Linked DNA regions of Mus musculus: regions 1 and 3 are each linked to region 2. Evidence: chromatin contacts called from public Hi-C and HiChIP or PLAC-seq data. All regions are on one chromosome and are shown on one strand. Each heading gives the region's core, a stretch centred on a gene start, on an enhancer-like site or on the middle of the called end of the contact. The rest is flanking DNA. Distances are from core to core; before and after follow the strand shown.

Region 1 (4,421 bases), core at 1,538-4,037, 2.0 Mb before region 2:
TTTTCAGATTAGATCTGAGCCCTATGTCCAAAGTGTGTGGTACCTTCAGCAATCTGGGTTTACTTTCAGCCTCTGGAAGGCAACCAAGGTTCCCAGCAATAAACAGCTTGTATTATTTTGAGAGTTACATGGACTACCCTGACCAGTTCAAATGGAGGGCTCTCCTGTCTTGGAAGATTTATCAGATAATCTACGGATCTTGTGGAGAGACTGTCAGCCCACGTGACATAGTTTATATATACTATTTGTAAGTTTGGGCAAATATGAAATAATATGATTCCTTGAGGCTTTAGAATTTTATTACCTGGAATTTAAGTTGTAAGGTTATTTCCATGTACAGAAAGGGGGATGTGCAAGTTTGACCCTGCAGCTCCTTGAAATCAAAGTAAGAGGAAAACAAAGTTTTAAGCATCAAAAATGTATCTGCAGGGTGCTGCAGAGATGGCTGAATGGGAAAAGTGCTTGCCTGTACAGGCATGAGAACCTGAGTTTGGAACTCCAGAACCCATTGTAAAAGTGACTATGCATGTGTGTAACCCCAATCCTGGGGACTCAGAGACAGGGCTTCATTGATCACACAGTCTACCCTAAATGCTGAGCACAGCTTCAGTGAGATACCCTAACTCAAAAACATGTATAGAGTGATAGAAGAAGACACCTAACATTACCTTTTTGCCTTCAAATGTACACAGGTGGATGAACACATGTACACCACACAAACCCACAGAGAGACACAGAGATACACAGACACACAGACACACAGACACACACACACACACACACACACACACACACACACACGAAAACACAAGACCCTATGGTATTTCATAATTAGGGATTATAATCACTGTGTCTACTTGTCTCCCATTATCTACATATTTCAAACACTAAGTTATGTGTATATTCTTTTGTTTTTAAATGAAAGTAGATAGCAAAATATTACTAGATCCATTTAATTGTACTGTTGAATTCACAGGAACCTTTAAAATACTGTAGGCATGTTCTTATTGGCAAACTCCCTGAGAATACCATCATTCATTCAGTCTTCTTTTGGTAGTAGAGGGAGAACATTATAGAAAGCCACAACCAGTCAAACTCAGAGAATGACTGACCTTGAGGTTTCCAACCCAATTTGATGCATCTGTAACACAAGGCTTGGGAAACTTACTCAAGCTCAGAAAACTTCACAGAAGAGGGAGTGGAAAGAGTGTAAAAGCCAGAGGACCAGGACGTCTGCTACAAGATAGTGTCTTTTAGGTATACGGGAAGGGTATCATCATGAAACCTCAATAAATGGCTTACTACCTTAGCAAGACCTTAATGGTGACAAGATCAGTTGATATGCTAAAGTTCATGAGGGAAATCTCAGAGGCCCCCACTCAAGATGAAGCATGAAAGGTAGTTAAGGACTGCTGAATATAAGAATTAGACTTTCGCATGGTGAGCTCCCTAACTAGTTATGTGATACCAGGTAGTCAACCCTATGTACACACAGACAAACACAGACACATACACACACACCTACACATCTACACATCTACACACACACACACACACACACATACACCACTAAACAAACTCAGTAGGTTATACCTTCAGGTGTGTGTGTGTGTGTGTGTGTGTGTGTGAGTGTGTGTATACATGTGTAGGGGTGTGTGTGTATGAGTGTATGTGTGTGTAGGGATGCGTTTATTTGTAGGTGTGTGTGTAGCAATAAAAGTTAAAGAATAAATGGTATGAATTAGGGATGAATCTGTGTATTTGGACATAGGAGGGTTCTGGGGAAAAGAGAGAGTGGGGGGAAATAATGCAAATTCAATATACATGTGAAATTGATCAGGGATGTGTGTGGTGGGGTGGGGAAATACTATGATCAAAAGAAACAAGTTAACTTTGTAAAAGACAAGGCTTGGTTTTCATTGCTCTTCTTTCATTGGTAAATAGCACAGAGCAACCCCAAATGTAGGGGCACTCCTGTCTTGAAGCAGAATTCACTGATGCACAGAGGAGAGTCTCACTCCACCACTCAAGGAGATACCTGCATAAAACTCAATGAAACCACCACCAGCAGCCCTGAAAAACAAATTGGGAGGCTCTTTAAAGCCAGTGAAGGTAGTTTTGCATAGGAAAGCCACATCACCGAGGAAATAGGCATACCATTTGAGTCTGAGCTCCTTATGGTAAATAACAGGAGTTGGCAGACATAAGCAGAAAGACAGTTGGTTTGGGTCACTTGGTCGTCTTCAACGAACTTCAGAGCCTCGTACCAGCTTAGTCACTGTGTTATCTTGCCAACCCCTATGTTGTTATACTCATGTGGAAGCTTGTCATATCTTGGGTAAGAAAATTATTGATGACTTGGGAGGGATGTATTGTTTTTGAATAAAGCTTCCTTAAAAAGATATTAAAAAGGAGCAATATTTATATAGTTTAAAACTGTTTTCCTTTAGAGGAAAATTGAGACGAACCGCTAACAGCATAATTACTTGAATTAAGGAAGTAAGAAGCCATTGCACTGACTTTGAACGACCTTTTTTTTTTTTTTTTTAACTTCCTGCAAAGAGGACCCTTTACAGTATTTTTGGAGAAGTTAGTAAAACCGAATCTGACATCACCATTTAGCAGTGCATGTAGCTAGCAAGTGGTTTGTTCTTAGGGTAAGAGAGTAGGAAACTTGCTCCCCATCTGATAAGACAGAGTGCAAAGTATGCGTTCTTTTCTTTTAGTTTTGACTTAGCTTTACAGAGACAAACTTCAAGAGAGATAACCATTATTTTGCCTTTCAGGGAGACCCTATTTCTTAGGGGCACAGCTGATCTCCAGATATGACCATGGGTTTGTGGCTCAAACTTCTGGCCTTTGGATTTGCCCTTCTGGACACAGAAGTCTTTGTCACAGGTAAGCACACCCATATTCATTTTTACTTCCTTGTATTTTGTTGATTTTGTGGCAAAGGCTAGGTTGAAATGGCTATTTTTAAAAGTTGCGTGTGATGGATATTGAAAGTAAGAAGATTCGTTACTCCATGTTCAAGTTTGCCGTTGTTCAGAGAAACAAGGCCTAGTGGAGGGCAGCATACACTGCTTCTGTTCAAAATACATAAATGTTTCGGGGAAAGATCACACTTTAATAGGAAAGTTGACTCTCTTTGTCTCTCTTTATTTGGAAACTGTTCAGGAATGTAGCTAAAGCAATTGATCCAACCTGCATCTGCTATGGTTAGAGGAATTGTTAATTAAGTCAGCTTTTAATGCTTTTGATCAAAATATGAAAGGTTTAAAATCACGAGACAGCTTTGCTTGTGTGTAAGCCAGTCTCTTCAGACAAAGGGTTGTTTCCTCAAATGTTAATGATTATTAAAATAGGGTTTTGAATGCTCAGCTACAGAAAGGCTGAAGAGCACATTAGGTGCTTTAAAAACTCTCCGTGTTGTCTTACCATCGAATGTGTTTTGAATTAATCATTTTAGTTCTGAGATAATGCTTCCTATGAATTCTGCTGTGGAAATTCTGGTAGAGCCACCGCCCTTCCTGGGTGATGGGTACAGAGTACAGCCTTGAAAAGGTAGACGTGTGTTACAGTTCATAAAATTCCTACAAATGCTGTGTCCTTCAGGACAGGGTGACCAGGCAGGCACTGCTTACTGAAGGTTCAGTCCTTCTTACATATCTGGTCTGGTCAATAATTATTTCTGGAGTAGTTTCTCTTTGAGACATGAGTTGATTATCAAGTTACAGCTAGATGGCATTTCTCCTTGTAGTGTTTAATCTAAGATACTTTTAAATGGGGAAAATAGTTAATTGTATCAGAATTCAATTTTATTTTTTTCCTGATGTTCACTCCTCTCGTTTCCAAAGAAATCCCTGGTACTAAGCCGGCTAACGTCTGCTCTGTGTTGTCTGAGGGCCTGGAAAAGAAATGCAGCCTCAGATACTTGTTTGTTGATGTTATCACAATAAGTTTGTTTTGCTTTTTAATTGGAAAGATGGATTTTTTTTTCAAAAGAAAATCCAGTTAGGTAAGTTGCGAATTTGCTTGGATGAGGTTTATCTGGCATAAGATGATTTTAAACAATGCAGGGCACCACAGAATCTTGTCACAATGCACCAACTACTTCCCAGGTCGTGAGCTCTCTATGATTTTTGTTATAATGTAAAGAGAATTATAGAGAAGAATTGAAGATTGTACATTTTATCATATATTGGCATATTTCCACTGTAAGTCCCCACTCGGGGCAATTTTCCGATTTTCTTTAAATGGGTGAGAAAGAACATTAAGGTACCTTCAGATTGTAGAGCAAGTCACCCCCAAATTATAAATTAGGATATTGATATTTTTTGCACAAGAAACATCTTTGAATTCACCATAAAAATGTACATAAAGGGTCCTAGAAACCTTTAAATCAACTTTCCTAAATACTT
Region 2 (4,325 bases), core at 1,800-4,299:
GGGATTAGTGGATAAAAAGATCCCAGGCAGGCAGAGGTGGGACAGGTTGGGAATCTCTAGTGTAAGGTGGGCTAGCCTGGGTTCAAGGGCAGATGGGTCTGACTCTACCTAGCAGGGGTGAGGATTTGGGGGCCTTGTCACACCTGGCCCTCTTCCCCACATCCTGAAAGTTCCCTCTTTCTGACTCTAGGAGTCTAGGCCGCCAAGCAGCACTTTGAACACAGACAGCTTTACCTTTGTCCGGGCTGTAAATCAGGAGCCTCAGGGTCCCCTTTCTAACATCCCAGGCTGTCTTCCCATGCACACCCCTGATCAGCCCCGTCTCACTCTGCTCACAGGGCCAGATCCCAGGCCTTCACCATAAATGACTCTCATGGGAATTCGGAGAGGACTTCCAGGAAGTCAGGAAGACAGCTCTCTTTGTCAGCAGCTAGGAAACTTACAGCAGCGGGCAGTTCTCAAATCCTTGCTGCTCATAAATGTGCCACAGACTGCAGCCTCCCACCCAGCCCCTTCTTCAATGACACAGGTGGTGACACTGGAGGTGGGACATGGGAAGAGATGCTAAACCAAGGAGAATTCCCCCTAAAGCACATCGCTGGCACCATCTGCTCCTTCCCCCAGCCCAGTCCCACCCTCAGCTCTCTGATTAGAACCTGGGCTCTGTCCAGGCATTGTCTGCCTGCACGGCCGGTTGCCCATTGAGGTCTGGCGTGTGCCGGGCTGGCTGATCTAGAGCCAGACGGAATGAGTGGGCGGGGCTCTCACCTTTTTGGAGCCCTTGGAAAGGCTAGCGCTTCAGATGTTCAATTTCCACACAACTTCATATACACAGCTGACTCCAGTTAGGAAGAGCATCCCAAAGCCCTGGGTGCAGAAGGCAGCCACCAGCCCTTCTCTGTGGTAAAGGTCCCAGAAACGTCCCGATAGTCATTGTGGGAAGGAACACTAGCTTTCCCTTTATTTTCTATACAGGTGCCCATGCCCCCAGGCTCCTGAAGTGGGAACTCCAATATTTTACCATGCCAGGCCCAGACTGGGGAGTATGAATCAAGGGGGAAGGCCTTTGTTTGGCTCTCTCCGGTAAAATGGAGTCTAAAGGAAAGACCCCATGGATAGAGCACCCCGTCTCCTGTCCTGTCAGTCCAGGTTCACACTGGTTGGAGGTTGGGCTTCCATTTTCTTTTTACGGCAGGTAGCTCCCCTCTCCCCATCTGCTGTAGATGCCATATTGACATGTCTCACTCCCACCCGGCCCATGCGTGCTCCCCTTCCCTCGACCTCCAAAGGTTCCTGCTGCAATGTCAGCTTCAGTGGCAGCCTGGCTCCGCCCCACCAGCCCACCAGACACCTGCAGGGCTCCTCTTTGTCTCAGGCTGTTCAGTGCCAGGCAGAGTGTGTGCACGGGTGGTGTTCTGACTGCTGTAGGAGCTGCTGGACCAGCAGCCCTCAATCTCCCTCCCTCAGCACCTGAGCTATTATATACTAAGCCTCCGTGCCTTCTCTCTGGATTATACAGAGTTGGGGGGTGGGCATCTGCTCTGGGGCAGGAAGAGAGAACCTATCTCATCGATTTCTCTCATCTTGTCTATGAGCTTCTTCCCAGGATCCCTGGAATCTGGGTCATCTCTGACCCAGGGGATTTGAACACTTGTCTCAAGGACCTACCCTAGAATTTGACTGCTCCCCTCCCCCACTCTATAAGGCCAGAACCAGAGATGTATGTTCCTCAGTGCATCTGTGAGTTGGTGACCAGCTCACTCACATTGCTACTCTCCCACTATGTTCTTCTTAAAGAGAAGACCACAAAACACAGTCGGGAGAGCTGGTGGGAGGCATCTTCACTCTCTGCAAAGAACAGAGAGTTCAACTTTGTAGCATTTCCTGTCCCTGCACCTGTGTGCCCCTAGGAAAAGAACCCACTAAGTCCCGTCCTCTTTCCTCTTAATGTCTGCCAGATTACTTCTAATACCTACAGATATCGGGAATGGGAATCCAGATAAATCTAGGGGCCCTTCCCCCCTGCTCAGTTTCACCTTTGTGCCTGTGAATGTAGCATTAGGGTCCTGTCACCCCTTTCACCCCTTCTGGATTAGTCCCTCGGATACACCTTTTTCTTCCTCCCTAGCACCATCTCCTCTTGGGGCAGGACCAGCAGGGCTTTCTCCAAAAGCCATTGGCACCCCGTGGAAAGCCAAGGCACCATTCCAACCCTTTCATGGGTCCCACAACCGATCTTTGTCTGTTGTATCCGCTCCCAGGATGGTGAGCTGGATCAAGAGCGTAGAACTGGCTAACTGGGGTAGATGGGGGGAGGGGGGATTCCCTCCTATACCCCAGAATGAGACAGCAGCCTCATGGGGAGGACAAGAGGAAACACACAGACGCTCCGGCCTGGGCCAAAGCTGGGTGTGAAATACCGGATTTCCTTGTTTATTCGATTTTCTGATCATTAAGTGCTCCCAAGAGGGGCCAGAAATTACCACCCAAACAAAGCCACCTTCCATCAGTCCGCTGGGCCGCCGCTCCCCTGCGGCAGCCGGGCCAGCGCGCGTCGGCCCCTCCTCCTGGACTGCAGACTCCAGCTCGAGCGGTGCCCGCGCCCCCCGCCCGAGAACACGCGAGACAAAGCTCGAACCCCTCCTCGCACGCCCCTTCCCCGCCATCGACCCTTACCTGACGGCCACTTTGACGCAGCAGTCGCCCTGGCCAGCCATGGTCCTCCGGCACCAGGGTCTGGGCGCGGATCAGGGGCGGGGGTCCGGGGGCCACTGCTCCAGGCAGCGGCTGCGGCTGCAGAAGGCGGAGGCAGGGACCCTGCTAGCGAAAGCGACCTCGTAGGCTGGAGGTGACATGCTCGCAGGAGGCGGCAGAGGGGCTCAGCCGCGGCCGGCCCCACGGGGCTGGTCCCATGCGTCTCCTCCAGCCATCGCGCGGAGGTGCTGAGCTCGTTGACAGCGGGCAGTGAGACCCGCAGCTCCCTACAGCGCGGCACACGCGCGCGCACACACCTCCCACCCGGACCGCCACCTCCCGCCGCAGCGCGAACAAAGGGGGCGGGGGCCGAGCCACCTCAGGACCCACCCCCAGCCCCTCAGAGCCGCGCAGGGCCCCGCCCCTCCCAGAGGCCGCCAATAGAAGGCCCCAACGAGCAGCAGAGGCGGGACTTGAGCCTTTAAAGAGACCTCTTGGCTCCCGTCCATCGGGTGGCTGGGAGGGGCGGGGTAGGATTGGAGGGCTTGGGAGTGAAAGCGGGAGTGGCATGATGGACTCGTCCCTGGGAAGTTGACCATTCGGGAACCACGGCCCTCGAAGTCATGGTACCTCAGTCTCAGTGGGATCTTCCTTTCCTAAATGAGGAACGGGACTCAAAGAGGAACACCCCAAGGTCATACAGCGAGTCTGTGGCTAGGCATGGGTAAGAACCTGGTCTCTGGGCTGGGCGGTGTGCTGCACCTCAAAGCATCTCATAGAGATGAGCAATTTGCAATTTGAAAGAGTCAGCGAAGTGTCCCTTCTGCATTTATTTCGGTAAATCCGCCAACCTTTATTGAAGGGGATTCTTGTTGATGTGGAAGTAAATTTCCCCACCTCCACTCTGCAACATCTTTAAGCTCATAGTTTGCTTTGATGGCTGACTGGCTCAGGTTCTCCTCACTAAACCAGGGTCCCACTAACCTTTATGACCCACAGGGCCTGGTTCACACTCTTTGTGACAGTGGGGGGGGGGGGCGGGTTGTGTGTGGGGGAGTCGATGTGGGAGGCCAGATCTGCCTGGGAAGTAGTAGGAACAAAGAAGCACTTGACTCCAGATACCTGGGAGAAGCTAGAAGGCAAAGGAGGCCAGCGCTGCCATCAGAAATGTATATAAAGGATTAGCCCAGGAGACTTTTCAACACAGGGCTATGAGAAAGGAGACCAGTAATGTGAAGTCAAGTCCCATTCCAGTTCACCCCTGCACCCTCCCAGCCCCACTCTTCTCCCTGCCCCCCAACAACCAACATTAGGACCATTCACAGGGCCCCTCACCAGCTGCCCTCCCTTCCCAGGCTTCACCCAGCTCCTTCCTCTGGAAAAGGCCCAAGAGGAGGACCCAGCTGCAGCTCAAGATGTGGATGGAGACCTCTGGGGGAGGGGAGGCAGGGGAGTCTGGCTCCAAGCTTCTTGCATCAGCCTCAGATGATGAAACCCTGTGAGACGTCTTGGCTGGGATGTACGTTAGGGTCCTGAGGATCCACTTCTTGGTGCCATCATTCCCCACTCCCCACCCCCATCTGTGACTGCTCCACTCGGGAACCCAGGTGCCTGTTTGGAATAGTTTTAAG
Region 3 (4,169 bases), core at 1,453-3,952, 2.1 Mb after region 2:
CAAATCAGGACTTAAGTTCTAGAATTGTTTGTTTTGTAACACGGTTTCAAGGTGTAGCTCTGACTGGCCTAGAACTCTGCAGGTAGACCAGGTTGGCCCCTGCCTCTCTGAGTACTGTGATTAAAGGTGATTGCTACTACCACACCTAGCCTTAGAATTGATTTCAGGGTTGGGGACACCTTACCTGTGTGGCCAAGCAGCAGGGACTGGGGAAGCCAATGACAACAACACCACATTTGTAATCTGCAAGCTATATCCTGTCCTGGCTCTACTGAGTGGTCACTGCATAAACTGCAGAGAGATGTGAACATACACATAGGGGCATGTTTGAGTTAAAGAAAAACAAGGCTGATGTTTTGGGTTGCAGAAAGCTTTTTTCCATTAATCTGGTTATAGGATGTTAGGCCCAGAACACCAAACCCGAGCCAAAGACTCTGGGAGATGACAGTAAGAGTGTCAAATTCAGGAACTGAACAAACCAGTCAGATCAGGCTTGTGCGCTTTGACCTATTCGGCTGCCTTCCTTGGTGGCTAGCCTTGGTCAATTCTGGCCTTGCTGACAGCTGACCTCTCTGGTTCATTGCATCTAGGTTACCTTTCTACAAGGTCAGCCCTGCTTCCTGTTTAAAAAAAAAAAAAAGCAGGAATAATCACCTCACCCTTCCTGTCCCAGCCCTAGAGGAGGGGCAGTGAAGAAGCCATCCAGGGGTGTGTTTAATGCCAGATTGCTAGAGTCCCAGGGCATTTTGATTCACCCCGAGAAACAGAAGGAAGAACATTCAAAATGAGAGGTGTCCGGGAAATATGAGGCATACAACATAGTAGCCCACTCCCAAGTCCCTTGTAAACTGATGCTGGGCCAGGGGGAGAGGTCCTGCTTGTAAGGCTGAGGCAGGAGGATCCCCAGTTTGTGATGAGCTAAGTGACCACAGGGGTAACATCAGTTCAGCATTGGGAGGATGGCATGTGTTTTCAAGGTGAAGTTTCAGGGATCTGCAGGAGTATGCATTGGCGGCTAAGAGGTAGGAAGGTACTCCGAGTTAAAGACACAGCCATGGTGTGTGAGATAAGGGCCATGTTATAGACAAGTGAATAGTGGGGGAAATTCTGTGACCCAGATGGCAGAGCTGTCGTGATACTGTCTTCTGACAGTGACGAAAGGGACCCTATAGTACAAAGTGGTAGGAACCTACAAAGGTAGGTCGTTTGTAGAAAATGATGAAATGTCTTGCTGGTCAGGCAAATGAGTCCAGGCAACCTGGCAAGGGGGGGAGGGGTTGTCTCAGATGGTTTGAGCAAGGCAAGAGCAAGCAGATGGACACTTTAGAAAAAGACTCTTTCCGGGAAGGTGCTTTGGGCATGGGAGGGGAAGGAACCCACTGAGATTATTTAGGGATGAAGAAGCCAACAGTCTTGGGACCAGGTCTGAGGAAGCAAAAAGAGGGTCTGGGTGCTATAGGGACAGTGATCAGTAGCTTTGTCTGAAAGGGGGAACAGGGAGGGAGGTAGCTTTAGAGGGAGCACTAGACATTTAGAGGGAGGGATAGAGCATGTGGGAAAAGGGACAGAAGTATTGATGGGAAGTCCACTGAAGAAAAACAAGCAGCAAAACAGACAGTGGAGAGAAAAGGGAAGAGGGAAATGGGGTAGGGTGGATACAGAGGATCCAGGTAGGGAAGCTGGTGGCTCAGACCAGGGATACAGGGAGAGAAGCCTGGCTTAGAACTCAGGGAAAACAGGATTTTACACAAGCCATGGCGCTAAATTCAGGCCCCATCCTGTGCAGGGCTCAGAGATGTGGGTGACAAGTTGCCCCACTCAGTAGTCTGCCTAGCTTCCTGGCACCAGTCCCTGAGCCCCTGCGTGTAGACAAGCCAGACCTGAAGCCTTTCCTCTGGGGAGCTAGTGTTTACAAAAGCCTCAGTGCACAAAAAGGAAGGAAAACAATCAGGGAAGAGGGAGGGGCAGGGAACTGATGGAAAACTTTGTACAATTCACACCAGATTACTTAAACACACACACACACACACACACACACACACACACACACACACACACACACACACACACAGACACTGCCATTTAAAGGAAAGTGAGTGCTGGAAAAATAACCCTACGGACAGAAAATACTCTCCTCGACACTCCTCCCACCAAACAGTGAGAGCTGATTACTTTTAGGCAATTACAGAAGAGGAAGAGCAGAATTTGTTGGGGGAGGTGGAATTATTATGGAAGCAAAAAGAATACAATCCCCATTGCTGAAAACACGAGGAACCCGTTTTGATCAGCTGGGGGGATGAGTGGCAGAGATGTTCAGGTAGGGGGGTGAACGGCTCTGTCAGTGTCTGTCAGGAGACATGGGAGAAATAACATCGGCGAGGGCATCCTGGAGGAGGCAGCAGGCAACCTGGGTTTTGGCGCTGTGCAGAGACGACGTCCGGGCATGCCCGGTGTAGCGCGCTTCCTCTGCCCAGGTCCAAGGCCCTCTCCCGCCTGCCTCCCACAGCACGGGAGTCCGGTGCTTGTTCCCAATAATGACGTCAGTGAGCGATGACCTCAGCGCCTGGGAGGCGCGGGCGAGCTGGCGGGCGGGGCGGAGAGGGGCGGGCGCAGGCGGAGGGGAGAGGCGAGACACCGGAGGGGCACGCCCCCATCCGCCAGCGTCGGCCAATGGGCGCCACCGACGGCTCCCCGCCTCCCCGAGTGGTATGAAAGGCGCAGCCCGGGGAAAGTCCGGGCAGAGCCCGAGAGGTGGCCAGACCGTCATCATCGTTCTAATACAGCTACTTCCTCAGCCACCGGTATGAGCCACGGGAAGAGAACCGACATGCTCCCGGAGATCGCCGCCGCCGTGGGTTTCCTCTCCAGTCTCCTGAGGACTCGGGGCTGCGTGAGCGAGCAGAGACTCAAGGTTTTCAGTAGGGCGCTCCAGGACGCACTGACCGGTGAGCACACGTCGGGGTCTTGGAACCACTCGGGCGCGGCCACTTCTTGCCTGGGGTGTCTTTATCACTGTTCTGTGACGGGGACCCCTACGCGAACAACTCCGGGTCTCAGATGTCTTTCTCTAATTAATCTCTGAGGCCACTGATGGTCCTCTGTCCCTTCGGTTAAGTCCCCGTCTCCCAGCCCTCCAGTCCCCGCCTCGCTCCCGAGGCTCCGACCCTCTTCCTTGAGTACATTCTGAGACCCTGACAACACCATGAGAAAAGTCAGTGTGTGTGTGTATTCAGAGTCCGAGCTCACCCTTATCTCCGAATCTTGGAGAACAACAGACCCTCAGGGGATGTGAAGCCAGGCCAAGCTGTGCGACTTTTATGCGCAATTGAACTTTCTAGACAACTCTTGAGTCCTAGCCACTGTTGCTGTATAGTCCTGAGCCTGTCATCATACAGGCCCATTCTGCCGCGTGTTTACCCGCTGCAAGTTGTAATCTGGGCCCCCTTTGTATTTTTTCTTTTTTGGTCCCTCTTCACCATCTGCCACCTATTGTAGTACAGAAAAGAGCCTGGTAGCCTAGCCAACTGCGAGGGCGGGGAGGGGGTGTGTGTGTTATGGAGGCAGGGTGTGAGGGACGGAGGTGGAGGAGTGATAAGCCACCCTTTAGCCTCTGTCCGCAGCTGTTATAACTGGTTGGTTGCCTTGGGCTGCGATAGCCATCTCTCAACATGTTGGCACAGATCTGAGGACCAACAGCTGTTTCATCAAAACAAAACCATTTTTTATCCCCTTACCTTTGCTAAAGATCTCAAAACTCTTCTGATGCGGAAGGGATGAGAGGCCTTGTGACTTGTTGGGCAACCAACAACATTGGCCGCTTACCTACCGGCTTTGAAATTTCAGTGCCTTGGTCGTCAGAGGCCCTGCCGGTTCTTGCTAGCCCTTCCTGCCTTAAACAGGATTGTGCCAAAAATATCCATGACCACCATAGAGCATCTACCTGAAAGCTCTGGGGCTGCTTTCCAGTGTACAAAAACTTGGAAAGGACCCAGGAATCTTTCTAAGTGGCAGGGGGAGTTTAAGGAGAGGCTCTTAAATACTGTCGCTGAGAAGAGGAAGTCTCCTCCCCAGCCCTCTCCCCTCATCCTCCCCTTGTGGTAAACATCAGAGAATGCTTTCTAACGGCGCATCTTCCTCTTGTTTTTTTCCACAGATCATTACAAACACCA

The links. A called contact is a pair of places that touch in the nucleus more often than the background predicts. HiChIP or PLAC-seq counts read pairs in DNA pulled down with a chosen protein or histone mark.
Region 1: an H3K27ac HiChIP or PLAC-seq map of bone marrow-derived dendritic cells shows a contact between it and region 2, with 4 times the contacts expected there. The contact joins the promoter of Ptprc here to the promoter of Kif21b in region 2. A contact is called at or near these places in 2 of 115 datasets of contacts at active chromatin or transcription factors (bone marrow-derived dendritic cells and thymic regulatory T cells).
Region 3: a contact with region 2 is called in a Hi-C map of CD8 T cells, with 4 times the contacts expected there. The contact joins the promoter of Btg2 here to the promoter of Kif21b in region 2. A contact is called at or near these places in 1 of 484 Hi-C or Micro-C datasets (CD8 T cells) and 3 of 115 datasets of contacts at active chromatin or transcription factors (bone marrow-derived dendritic cells, double positive thymocytes and large pre-B cells).

Annotation. Positions count from the first base shown.
Region 1 is chr1:138,173,492-138,177,912 of GRCm38.p6, reverse strand. Ptprc (protein tyrosine phosphatase, receptor type, C) reads left to right here and starts at 2,787. Exons shown (of 32, transcript NM_001111316.2): 1 at 2,787-2,898. The coding sequence starts at 2,826.
Region 2 is chr1:136,130,114-136,134,438 of GRCm38.p6, reverse strand. Kif21b (kinesin family member 21B) reads right to left here and starts at 3,049. Exons shown (of 35, transcript NM_001039472.2): 1 at 2,677-3,049. The coding sequence starts at 2,717. It overlaps Gm15850 (predicted gene 15850), which reads left to right and starts at 3,256. Exons shown (of 3, transcript NR_046170.1): 1 at 3,256-3,418.
Region 3 is chr1:134,077,688-134,081,856 of GRCm38.p6, reverse strand. Btg2 (BTG anti-proliferation factor 2) reads left to right here and starts at 2,702. Exons shown (of 2, transcript NM_007570.2): 1 at 2,702-2,945; 2 at 4,154-4,169. The coding sequence starts at 2,804.